Linked DNA regions of Anas platyrhynchos: region 2 is linked to region 1. The links are chromatin contacts, called in public Hi-C maps. All regions are on one chromosome and are shown on one strand. The core of a region is the stretch at or near the end of the contact, and the rest is flanking DNA. Distances in the headings are between cores, read along the strand shown.

Evidence for each region. A called contact is a pair of places that touch in the nucleus more often than the background predicts.
Region 2: a Hi-C map of liver shows a contact between it and region 1, with 2.4 times the contacts expected there. The contact joins the promoter of PCM1 here to the promoter of VPS37A in region 1. A contact is called at or near these places in 2 of 8 Hi-C or Micro-C datasets (liver and skeletal muscle).

What each region holds. Positions count from the first base shown.
Region 1 is chr4:21,040,644-21,045,806 of IASCAAS_PekinDuck_T2T, reverse strand. It overlaps VPS37A (VPS37A subunit of ESCRT-I), which reads right to left and starts at 3,469. Exons shown (of 12, transcript XM_027456168.3): 1 at 3,254-3,469; 2 at 461-535. The coding sequence starts at 3,390. CNOT7 (CCR4-NOT transcription complex subunit 7) reads left to right here and starts at 3,501. Exons shown (of 7, transcript XM_038179053.2): 1 at 3,501-3,643; 2 at 4,010-4,226; 3 at 4,534-4,727. The coding sequence starts at 4,110.
Region 2 is chr4:21,364,770-21,370,385 of IASCAAS_PekinDuck_T2T, reverse strand. PCM1 (pericentriolar material 1) reads right to left here and starts at 2,948. Exons shown (of 40, transcript XM_072037156.1): 1 at 2,919-2,948. LOC119716759 (a long non-coding RNA gene) reads left to right here and starts at 1,735. Exons shown (of 3, transcript XR_005265366.2): 1 at 1,735-2,216; 2 at 3,326-3,715; 3 at 4,042-5,616.

The sequences.
Region 1 (5,163 bases), core at 2,220-4,719:
AAATAATAAAAAGACGTGAACAGAATACCATCTGCATTTACCACAGTAAAGGAAATTCATAGGAAATGTTACAGCAAAGCACTTTCAAGTTACAGTCCAGAAGTTTCACTGGGATAAGAGTTAATACCACGAGTTAACAGCAGATTAATCAGCTACTGTTTGTTTTCACCTGCTGGGGGCTCAAAGACATCTGAAATTTTCATTTTTCTGTTACCCACTTTCAACTAAAAACACGCAGATAGCTTGGGAAATGAGCACAGCCAAATATAATTATGCTTTGAGCTTAGCATCTGCCTCTTGTACAGAGCTAGTTTTACTTGGATTACTAAAACTGCTAGTGCAAATCAGGGTTATGGTTCCTGAAATCAGTTATAAGATGCAACCCACTTATGTTCGATACTATATTTTGTGAGAACAGCTTAAATTTTCAAAATGTGCATAGAGGTATCTCTCTACTTACATGTTAATGTTAATTGTCAAGTTGTTTACAGTGAAGGGCAGTCGGTATTCCACATCTTTCTGAATTTCTGCAATGCTGTCAAAGAAGAAATTGTTAGCATCCAGTCCATGGTCAATATCACAGCCTTAGTACCTACAGCCTAAAAAAAGGCAGGACCTCAGACCTTTTTATTTAGCTTAGTTTTGAAAAGCCTTGTAACACTAAAATTAAAAACACTGGAATAAGTTAATACACTTCAGAATGCAATAATGAATAAGAATATTAAAGCAAAAAAAAAAAAAGCTGTAACCTTTAAACCTCAACATTATCACGAGCAATGCAAGTAGAGGCAGAGACATTGTGCTACCTACTGATCTGTCAGCACTCCCAACTTATCTTCCTCTTCGTGCTGGCTTAATATGTGAATCATATCAGTGCTTTCTTAACAGTTAAATCTTTTCCCGTAAACCATTTACTTTACCAATGCTTTTATAACTGGTTCACAACCAGATATTGCTCCACTACACTGCTTCCTAATCAGTGTTTAAAGCGTACACAGCAACACTGGGCTCACTTTCTTAATAGATGAATTTACTCTTTAATAGTATTTCTGTCTGCAACTCCTAAGTTCTATGCACTTATGCAGATATTTTAAAGGAGTTTTATCTGCAGAAGAGCTACTTGCCAAGAACTGGAAGGCCCTAATCCAGGGACAACCAAGAGACAGACCAGACCCCGTGAAACCATCAAACGAAGCACCACATGCCTTAGGAAATCTTACAAGACTTGATTCAAACATACTCCTCATAACAGACCAGTTACTGAGACAAATCTCTAAAAGCAGCTGCATTAAGAGGAAGTTGATTTCAACATTCAGGGCACGCTCTGATTTGCATGCATAGCAGGAATGTTTTGAAAGATGGCATCCCAAAGAATGTGGAGGAGGAGGAGGTGTAGAAGCTCAGAAGAATAATTTCCAAACAACGTAAACACACTGAGGCTGAGATCAGGAAAGAAAGGGCAGAAAATCAGCTTCATCTGGTAATGTCCCAATCAAAACATACTTGAAAAGCAGACTGATTCCTCTTCCACGTATTTTTCCTGCCTGCACCTGGTTACTACATTCTTCTCCCTCACCCCTCTACAGCTCCCTTGTGAGGGGAGAAAACAGCTGGAACTGGTAATCCTGGCACCTGGGTGTTTCCAGAAAGCTTCTTTTCTTTGCACCCACCTTCCGAAACAGCCCTCCATCAGAGTCCAGGGCTCTGCTACAAGACCCCCGCACAATAACCATCATCAATTCGTTCTTAACAGCAGAATTCTCCCTGGAATCTCTCATGCGTGTTCCTGCACTACAAGGATCTGTCACGCTCTTAAAAGCCAGCTACAAAATCATGTTGAGCAGGGTGCATAATCACATTCTCCTTACCTGGGCAACCCATAGCAACTAGGGAGGGAGAAGAGAAGCAGTAGGGAGAACACAAGAAACCCAGGATCTCCCTGAGCTGCCCAAACTCTTGTAACCTCCTTTGAGCAAACCCTTGGAACAACAAAGCTGGCTGTCCCTCCCCCAGGTGGGAATGGGTACAATGCAAAAAGGGCACATTCTTAACTTTGGCTAACACAAAAGCAAATACAAGAAAAGTATTTTTCTAATGCAAAAACAACCACCACCAAAATGACTTGATTTCGAGCTCCTAACATGAGGGATTTTTAATTAAATTAAAGCTACTTTAATGAAATTAAGATCACATGTACCAGGGCTTTTACTACCTAAAACAAACAAAAAAAGTTAGCTAACTCAGGGAAACTATACCATGCTAAGAATTGTATTTCCAGCATTTCAGTTGGGTTACACTAAGATGAATGACAAAATATACATGTGAGACAAAAACACACTTCAGCAGGGGCCTGATCAACAGGTAACAAAACCAGCCCAGCAATCTGACCTTGACAAAAAACTGATCACCTTTTTGAAGGATTTACCTCTGGGTGAGCTCACCACCCTGGTACAGGGAAAAGGGTGAGAATAAAGGGCTAAGTAAGGCTGGCCCAATATAAATGTTTAATTAGGGGAGCTGCTGCGTGGCTTCAGAAAGAGCTTCTTAGAGACGCAATCTGTTTTTCAAAAATATTTGTGAAAATGGCTCTGAACGGCTCTAAGTTTAAGCAAGCCACAATAACAAGCAATATTGTCATAGCTGTGCTTCCTGTGCGATGATTCAAAACATCAGGATGGTGAGCTGGCTGCAACTATCAGACCTGCAGGTGGGAGAGTTTCTCTGTAGTGAGTAAGGAGCTTCTCGCCGTCTTTTCTCCTTATGGATGGCTTTTGGAGGCATCGATCATTCCATGCCAATGGAATGAAGTCCTAGGGCTTGCTCAAGACGTAACAAGGAAGAGGTGGAGTGTGGATCTCGTTTTAAAAGATGAATAGCGATGAAAGATTAAAAAAGTCAGGCAAAACCAATGAGCACAGAGCCAGCTGAAGTTCCCCAGGAGAGAGCAGGGCCTCGTTTCAGGACGTGGGGGAGCAAACCCTGCGTGGTGCATGCGGGGAGCAGGCAAACAGCACAGGCTGCTGGCAAACAACCCGCAATTAACGCTGGGCGCCAACAAAGCAGCTCACAGGGCCAGCAGGGCTGCCACAGCACGGCTCGGCAGGGACCTCACAGGCCATTCAGCCCCACACCCTAGGGGGTCACCACAGGGACCCCCCCTTAGCACCGGCTGCCCCCAGCCCTGCTCTGGGCTCCCCCAACCCCCCGGTGCCGCTCCCCCCCCGCCCTTTCCTCCCCCCCGGCCCCCACTCACGCGGCGTGCGCGGCTCGCAGGGCCTCGATCTGCCGCTGCTTCTGCTGCTGGAGCCCGGTGCGGGCGGGCAGCGCCGCGGGGCCCCCGGAGGCAGCGCTGCCGCCGCCGCCCTTGGCGAGGGGGAACAGCCAGTTCATGGCGGCCGCCGCCACCACCACCCCCCCTCCTCCCCGTGACGTCACGCCCCGCGCGTCATCACCCAGCGCGGGAAAGGAGGAGGAGGAGGAGAAGGAGGGGGGGGAGGCGCGGCGGTGACGTCATGGCTGTGTGCGGGGGGGCGGCGCTCCCTGCCTGCTGCGCGCCCGCTCGCGGCTCCGTGGCCGCCGGGGCCGCCGCGGGGCCTCGCAGCGCCCGGCCCGGCCCCCCCCCGTCCCGGAGACGGCCCCGAGGGTGAGGGTGAGCGCGGGGCCCCCCCCTCCCGCACCGTGAGGCCGCGGAGGCCTCGCTGGGGGGGGGCCGGGCGCGGTGCGCGGCCTGCTCGGGGCCTAACGGCGGCCCCGCGGCTGGGTGCGTGGGGGGGGGGGGGCGAACGCCGCGCTGAGCCCCAAGGGTGTCCCCGCAGGGCGTTGGGTTGAGGCCGGGGGGCGTCCTCTGTGTGCTGGGGGGGTGCTGGGCCTCGCCTCGTGCTGCGGGGGGCTGGGGGCCGGGCCGTGCTGCTGCTCTGAGCCATTAAACACCGAGCCCTGTGCGTATCCCTAAGCTGTTCTCCTTCCCCTGCCTGAAGGATAAAAACCTAACGCTTTGTTTGTCTCTTAGGTGTAAAAAAAAAAAAAAAAAAGGGAAATAAGGTCGTCTTTATGACACGGATCCTCAGTCAAGTGTACCTTTTGATGTACGGTCACTAAAGCCCCCCACTATGCCAGCAGCTACCGTAGACCATAGCCAAAGAATCTGCGAAGTTTGGGCTTGTAACTTGGACGAAGAGATGAAGAAGATCCGCCAAGTTATACGGAAGTATAACTATGTAGCTATGGTAAGCGGGCACGTGTGCTGTTTATCTAGGAAGTTGCTGTAAAAACCACAACGATTTCATTTGATGTTAGTAAATTGTACCTTACCGAAGTCATTTATCAATCTGTCTTGGAAAAAAACAATGGCATTTTAATGATGAATTAACGCTTAGATGTTAAGATGCTGATCTGTTACCTCCAAAAGCTGTGCTCACTCACAGTGTTCCTTAGCCGTGAAATTGTTCGAGGCTTGAGATACACTTTACTAAAACTGAGCGCTGTGAGTTCTTGTGGGTGTCTCTTGTTAAAGTTTTCCTTCTGTTCTTACAGGACACAGAATTTCCAGGAGTAGTTGCAAGGCCTATTGGAGAATTCAGAAGCAATGCAGACTATCAGTACCAATTATTACGCTGTAATGTCGACTTGCTAAAAATAATTCAACTAGGACTGACATTTATGAATGAGCAAGGGGAATACCCTCCAGGAACCTCAACTTGGCAATTTAATTTTAAATTTAATTTAACGTAAGTGTTAAATCTCTAATTACGTAATTAGATGTATGGTTCTGACTTACTGATACCGAAAATGCACTACAGGCTGTGAAAATTTCAACTATTGTTACCTACCGATTGGAAAGCTTTATGGAAGGAGATTTTTGTCAGCCAAACGTGTGCTTTCTTGCCTCATTTGTGCGCTCTCTATCTTGCCGTTAGTAGTTTAATCAGAAACGCTAAACCGTTTCAACAGACGTTTTTAAATGATGCATTTATGTTCAGTGCAGAAGTTAGCTCTGCATTTTCATATTTAGCATTTCAAAGTACTTCTTCCTAAACATAGTTTGACTCCTACCAGTTGTTATAGAAGTGGCATGTTGTTTTTAATAATGTAGCAGCTTTTCTTGTGTTTTGTAAACAAACGTTGCTATTCATTACCCTGTTTAATTCTATAGTGGGTTGAAAG
Region 2 (5,616 bases), core at 1,699-4,198, 330 kb before region 1:
ATCCTATCTAGTAGGAATTTTCACACCAAGACTTCACAGCATGCAGCTGAAGAAATCACCTAAAACTCAAAATTTTATGCAGCATCTAAGAAACATCTTTATAATCAGTTCCAGGATGGGGGATGGGGAGGAAGCTGACATTTAAAAGGCTGCACTAGTATACCTAAGTCATTTATATATATAGTATTTCACCAAAATCACACCGTACAGCTAACAACAGTAGGTGGAATTGCACAAAGCAGGATTTGGATGCAAACACACCTTAGTACTGCTACACCATTTAGAAAATGGGATCTACAAGGCATGCTCACCCCAGCACAACCACCTCTCCACTTGGCAGTGGATCACCCTCAGTCACGCTGACACACTGCAGGAGCAATTCAGCTTCTGCAGCCACAATCAGAACCACAATACCTGTATAATTACCGCCTGCTACTTTGGAAAGTGGCAGATCTGAGCCCCACTGCGCTGGCACACCCATCCATATCCCTTCTTTGTCCCACCACAAGCATTCACAAGTCCAAGCAATCAGAGGGTACCACCTATAAACTAGTCCAGCCAACTAACAAACCAAACAAGCAAAAAAACCCAGATGAGATAAGTGGATCAGCTCTCCAGTCTGGCTAGTCATATGGCTCTATAAGCTCTAGCTGTAGGCTTCAGGAAAGCAAATAAAAGCCAAGGCATGCCAAGAGCAAAACCAAGACAGATCTATACAAACACACCTTCTGGGCCACTTTCATCCAGGGGAACTGTCAGATTAATTTAGAAAATAAAAACATGATGCCCTTACACAGCGTGTTTGTTTACACGTGGAAATGCAACTATCCTAGGAACAGTTCACAGAGAAACTCTCCCACCAACTCCAGGCAAATTTGACAAGCACTCAAAGCAAAAACATAGTTATCAATTTAGCTTATTTTAGCAACAGCTGTTTTATAAACACTTTCTCCAGTTACAGAAGGCCTGTTCAGCTGTGCAAGACCCGACATTTCCACTGGCACTCCAACCTGACCTACACCGCTAAGCACAATGAGTTCATCTTGACAAGCTCGGAGACCATCTGGGTTCACAGCCAAATTCAGTAAGCCGTTTCCTTGTAATACCCTTATATAATTCTACTGAAACTGTAGCAAAGGTGATTTTTCCTACCTTCCATGCAAAACCAAGAAGCGGCAGTATTTATCTTCACATAATACAAATAAACGTTCACACTTATTTCATTGAAAATTTCCACAAAAGCTGTTTTCACCTATCCTTGTTCTAAGAGTTTCTAATCACTTATGAAGTAAGTTCACTACCACAGATGCAATATTCGGAAAAGTTTTCTCAAATAAGAACCCCAGGCTCACTCATTAGTATTGAGTATTCTACTAAATTTAGTATTCTACTAAATACAGCTCAAAAATAACAGCAACCTGATTACTTTCACCAAGTGAATTTTAAGAAAAATATATTAACAGAACCACGTCCTTCTCAGACACTAAGTCTCTAAGCATTCATATTACCGTTCCTCATGTTTCCAAATAAGTTATATTCAAATGGGCTTATTTTCTCTCTTCATTTTCTCTCTTCACCTCAGTTATAATAACATGGAAGCTCAGCCAGCTTTCTTCTCCGAAATAAAACTCTCACACAAGCAGCTGTGCCTCTTCTCCCCCACACTTCACCGATTTGTGGTCTGCCTTCCTTTACATTTCCCCAGCCGGATGAAATCCTCTCCTAAGAGCCCTGGTGCCCTCCCATCATCCCACTCCTGCATCCAGCAACCCGATCGCAATCTTAGCTCCTTGCACATTAGGGAATCTGCACAAAAGCTGTGCTTGAGCGTGTGCATGCTGCCTTACAATAATTATCAGGAACTTGAGGAAAATAATAATAATAATAATAATAAAATCCTCTCAAGTACATTTATTACAGTAAAAATAAGGTAACAGGGCAGATTATGGTCAAAACTTGTACCTGCCAGAGCGATTAGGATCACACACATTTTGTGCATGCTGCAGCAATATAAAAACTACTCTGAAGTATCACAGGATTTAATAATAAAGATATAAATTTAGATTTTTTATTTATTTTTTTCCAGTATTTTTATCTGCACCAGATCCGCCGGCACGTCTTCCCAACAGCACTCACCCCCGCTGCAACACCCCCCCAGAAAAACCCTTCAGCTTGCAACTTCGCCTGGAGAAAGGCAACAGCTATAAAAAAACCCGGTAAGAGCCCCCCGTGCCCTCAGCCAGCCCGGGGCCCGCCCCGCGGCCTCCTCCCGCCGCCGGGCAGCGCAGAGCGGAGCGGGCGGCCCCCGCCTGGCCCCACAGCCTCACCCCGCGGCGGAGGGGCGGCGGCCCCGGGCCCGGTCGTTGCTCCTGCCCCGGCCCCGGCCGCGGGCGTCGCCTTCCAGCAGCGGCGGGCTCTGGAGCGCGGCGCTGCCCGCGGGGCCTCACAGCCCGGCCCCGACCACCGCCGCCGCCGCCATCTTGGAGGCGCCGCCACAGTGCGGGAGGCGGGCGGGCGAGGCGGAGGGATCCGCACCGTTGCCGTGGTAACGCGGCTCGCAGGTGCCCTTCCGCGCTTGCGGGTGCGCCGGCCCCGGCCGGGCTACGTGACGTCAGGGCGCGGAGGACGGAGTTTCCCGCGCTTCTGCGCGCCTCTGGGAGGGGAGCCCTGCGCAGCGCGGTGGAAGGGCGGGACGGCTGAAACTCCAAGTCCCAGCGTGCACCGCGCGAGGAGAGCGCCCGCGCTCGTTCTATCTGGCCGCAACGCCTCCTGGGAGGTGTAGTTTTCCAGTCAGGGCGGCGCTCAGCGCGGTGGCGGGTTTAGCGGGAGCTGGCTTGGGGCCGCCGTTGAGGCGTCGGGCTCGTTTTGCTCCTAAAATAAAATACGCAAACTGTGATGAGCTCTATAAACGATTTTACCTGACTGGAAGAAGACTAGTAAAATCACGACGTCAAAACCACGAGGCTCAGATGACGTCCGGAGCCTTTATTTACGGCAGTTTCGCCTCACGCAGTGCTGTGCTCGTTTGGTCTCCTCCAGGAATTCCCAGCTAAAAATAGAGCAGGGGAAGCTGGAGGTCATTTCAGTCAGTTTCTGGTCGTTTTCTACTTTTTCTGCGTTGCTACTGCACGCTCTTAGCGACTTGCTTTAGGGCTTGCAGTTTACAGGACTGGGTTCCCAAAACTTTGCTGAGGAAAAAAAATAGGGAAAAACAAAAAAAGGGTTACCTATTTTTTAAAATGTTTTTAGTTTGTTTGTTTGTTTGTTTTTGTTTTTTGGTAGTATTTATGCCATCATTTACTGTTATTTTCCATTTCTTTTTCAGAAAAGCTGATAGGATTTGTATTTCAGTCATCGTGGTCCAATTGTCAGAACAAGGGAAAGAAGCTACCGTTTTCAGGATATGCATTGTGCTGGGCTCCAAGGCAGAAACATTAAGGATCTGAGCAATGCTCCAGGTTCGTGGTGGGCTAGAGGCATTCTACCGATACCACCTGGAGGTAGAGTTAAATCCCCAGTCATTAATACTTGTGCCGATGTTTTTTTGCTCCAGCAAAAATCTAGATGGCACATCAATCCCTCTCTAATTTAGAAAGGGAACAAAATCACTGGAAAAAAATCTGTGAAACAAAAATACTTCAATAAAAATATTTTCTCCAGCAAATGCCCTGGCATCAAAGGAATAGCTCTGGACAGCACCAGATGTGTGTGGAAGGTGAGCTAAGCCTGTCAGTCAGCACAGCATTTTGCTCACATTCCTACCGTTGCAACATGCATAAGAGAAACATTGCAACATGCATATCCATAAGAGAAAGCACTTTAACGAAATTCTACAACAACCGTTTGGACACTCTACATATAAGGAATAGATATAATTCATCTGCATTGAAGCTCCACCTCTTATTTATCAGCTTTTTAAAGTTGTAATTGCAACTGATTAGTTATAATGTTAGAGTATCATAAAAGTTATATAGTGTGTATATAATATAGTGTATATGGTATTATAAAAGTTAAAAAAACGTCCTTTTATCCTGGCCTCAGGTACCATGTCTGGATATTCAGCACAGTACTGGCAATGTTGCTGTTGGCAGGATGCTATTGTCACAGTGGCATACCTCTCAATGCCCAGCAGGTGGAAGCAAAATTTAAGAGGAAAAAAAATGCCCTAATACAGTGATTACAATTGTTTTTGTCACTGTGGTTTGTTCTTAAAATACAGCTCATTCTTTGTTTCTTGAAAAAAAAAAAAAAAAAAGTCTTACATAAAAATATAATATGTTCTTAAGGAAAACCAATACATTAAATAGATATTAGAATGTTTTAGTAATAATATCTTTATTGTACTCTTCTATGTATCAAAACTGTATTTTCTCATCCTTAATATAGGATGTGATATATTGGTAGTATGGCTCTTCCAGAAGCTTAAATTATCATCACTCTGATTCCCACTTGACATTTGGAGAATAATTTTTTTCTTCTTTTTATTTTGCTGTCCCTCTTCTGGAGTTGGCTGCAAATTTGTTACCATATAAAAAATAGAAATAAAAAATAATTTAAAAGGTGCTTCAAAGAAATACAACAGTACCAGCTGCTCAATATCATTTTTTATTGTGTGTGGTAGACTAAAAAAAATGTGCAATAAGGAACCTTAGATCTGCAAGAAGCATTATTGTAGATGGTTCTCTACTACTGCTATAAAATAACATCTCAGGATTTGGGAAAAATTGTGAGCCAAAACAATATGGCTTGAAGAATGTCTTGTTAATTAAAAACTAAACATACCTTTTGGGGGTAGTCCCATGTCAACACTAATGAGCCTCTAGACTGACAGTAACTAATTCCTCCTACAAAGATCTCTGCTATAAGTGCTGCCATCAGCAGACATACTAATGAATGCACCCTCACAGAAACTGACTGGATTATCTTTTGAGATAGTCCAACTTAATTAGTATTGAAAGCTATGTCATAGACATGATGATTTTTGCTTGTGCATCTGCTGGCCTTATCTTGTTAATTTTACTTTATTATTCTGGGGTGAAGGAAAAGAAAGCCAAAAAACAATAATAATAATAATAAACACAGGCATATAAGGACTAGAGACAAAAAGAAGTGAAGGTTTAAAGTTTAACTGAGACTGCAAAGATGTGAGAAGCTGGGGAGAAAGATTTTTAGGGGCACTGAAACAAAAGCAGTAATTAACACTGCATTTGAGTAATAGCAGTAATTGTTAGCTTTTTTGCTGATTTGTCACAAAGATGCTTTTACTGCAAAAATGTAACTGGCCCAAAATGTTTAGACTACCATAATATGGCTGCAGAGCATCTATCTGGCCACCAAACTAAAGTTTTTTTTGTTTTGTTTTTTGTTTTTGCATAACATTGCAATAGAAAGATGTTTTTCTCTTAAGGCAATAGCAAAGAGTTTTGAGTTGATTTATACAGGAAGATAAAGTGTCTGTTTATCCCTGTGGGACCTGATAATATATTAAGCAGGCGTAGGGCAGAGGCATTGGCATTGAATATCCCCAAACCAAGCATTAGGCTAGCCAAGGATTAGGCAATTCATTACTGGTGAAGAAGAAAGCAAGTTGTGATGATCCACATAATAACCATGAGA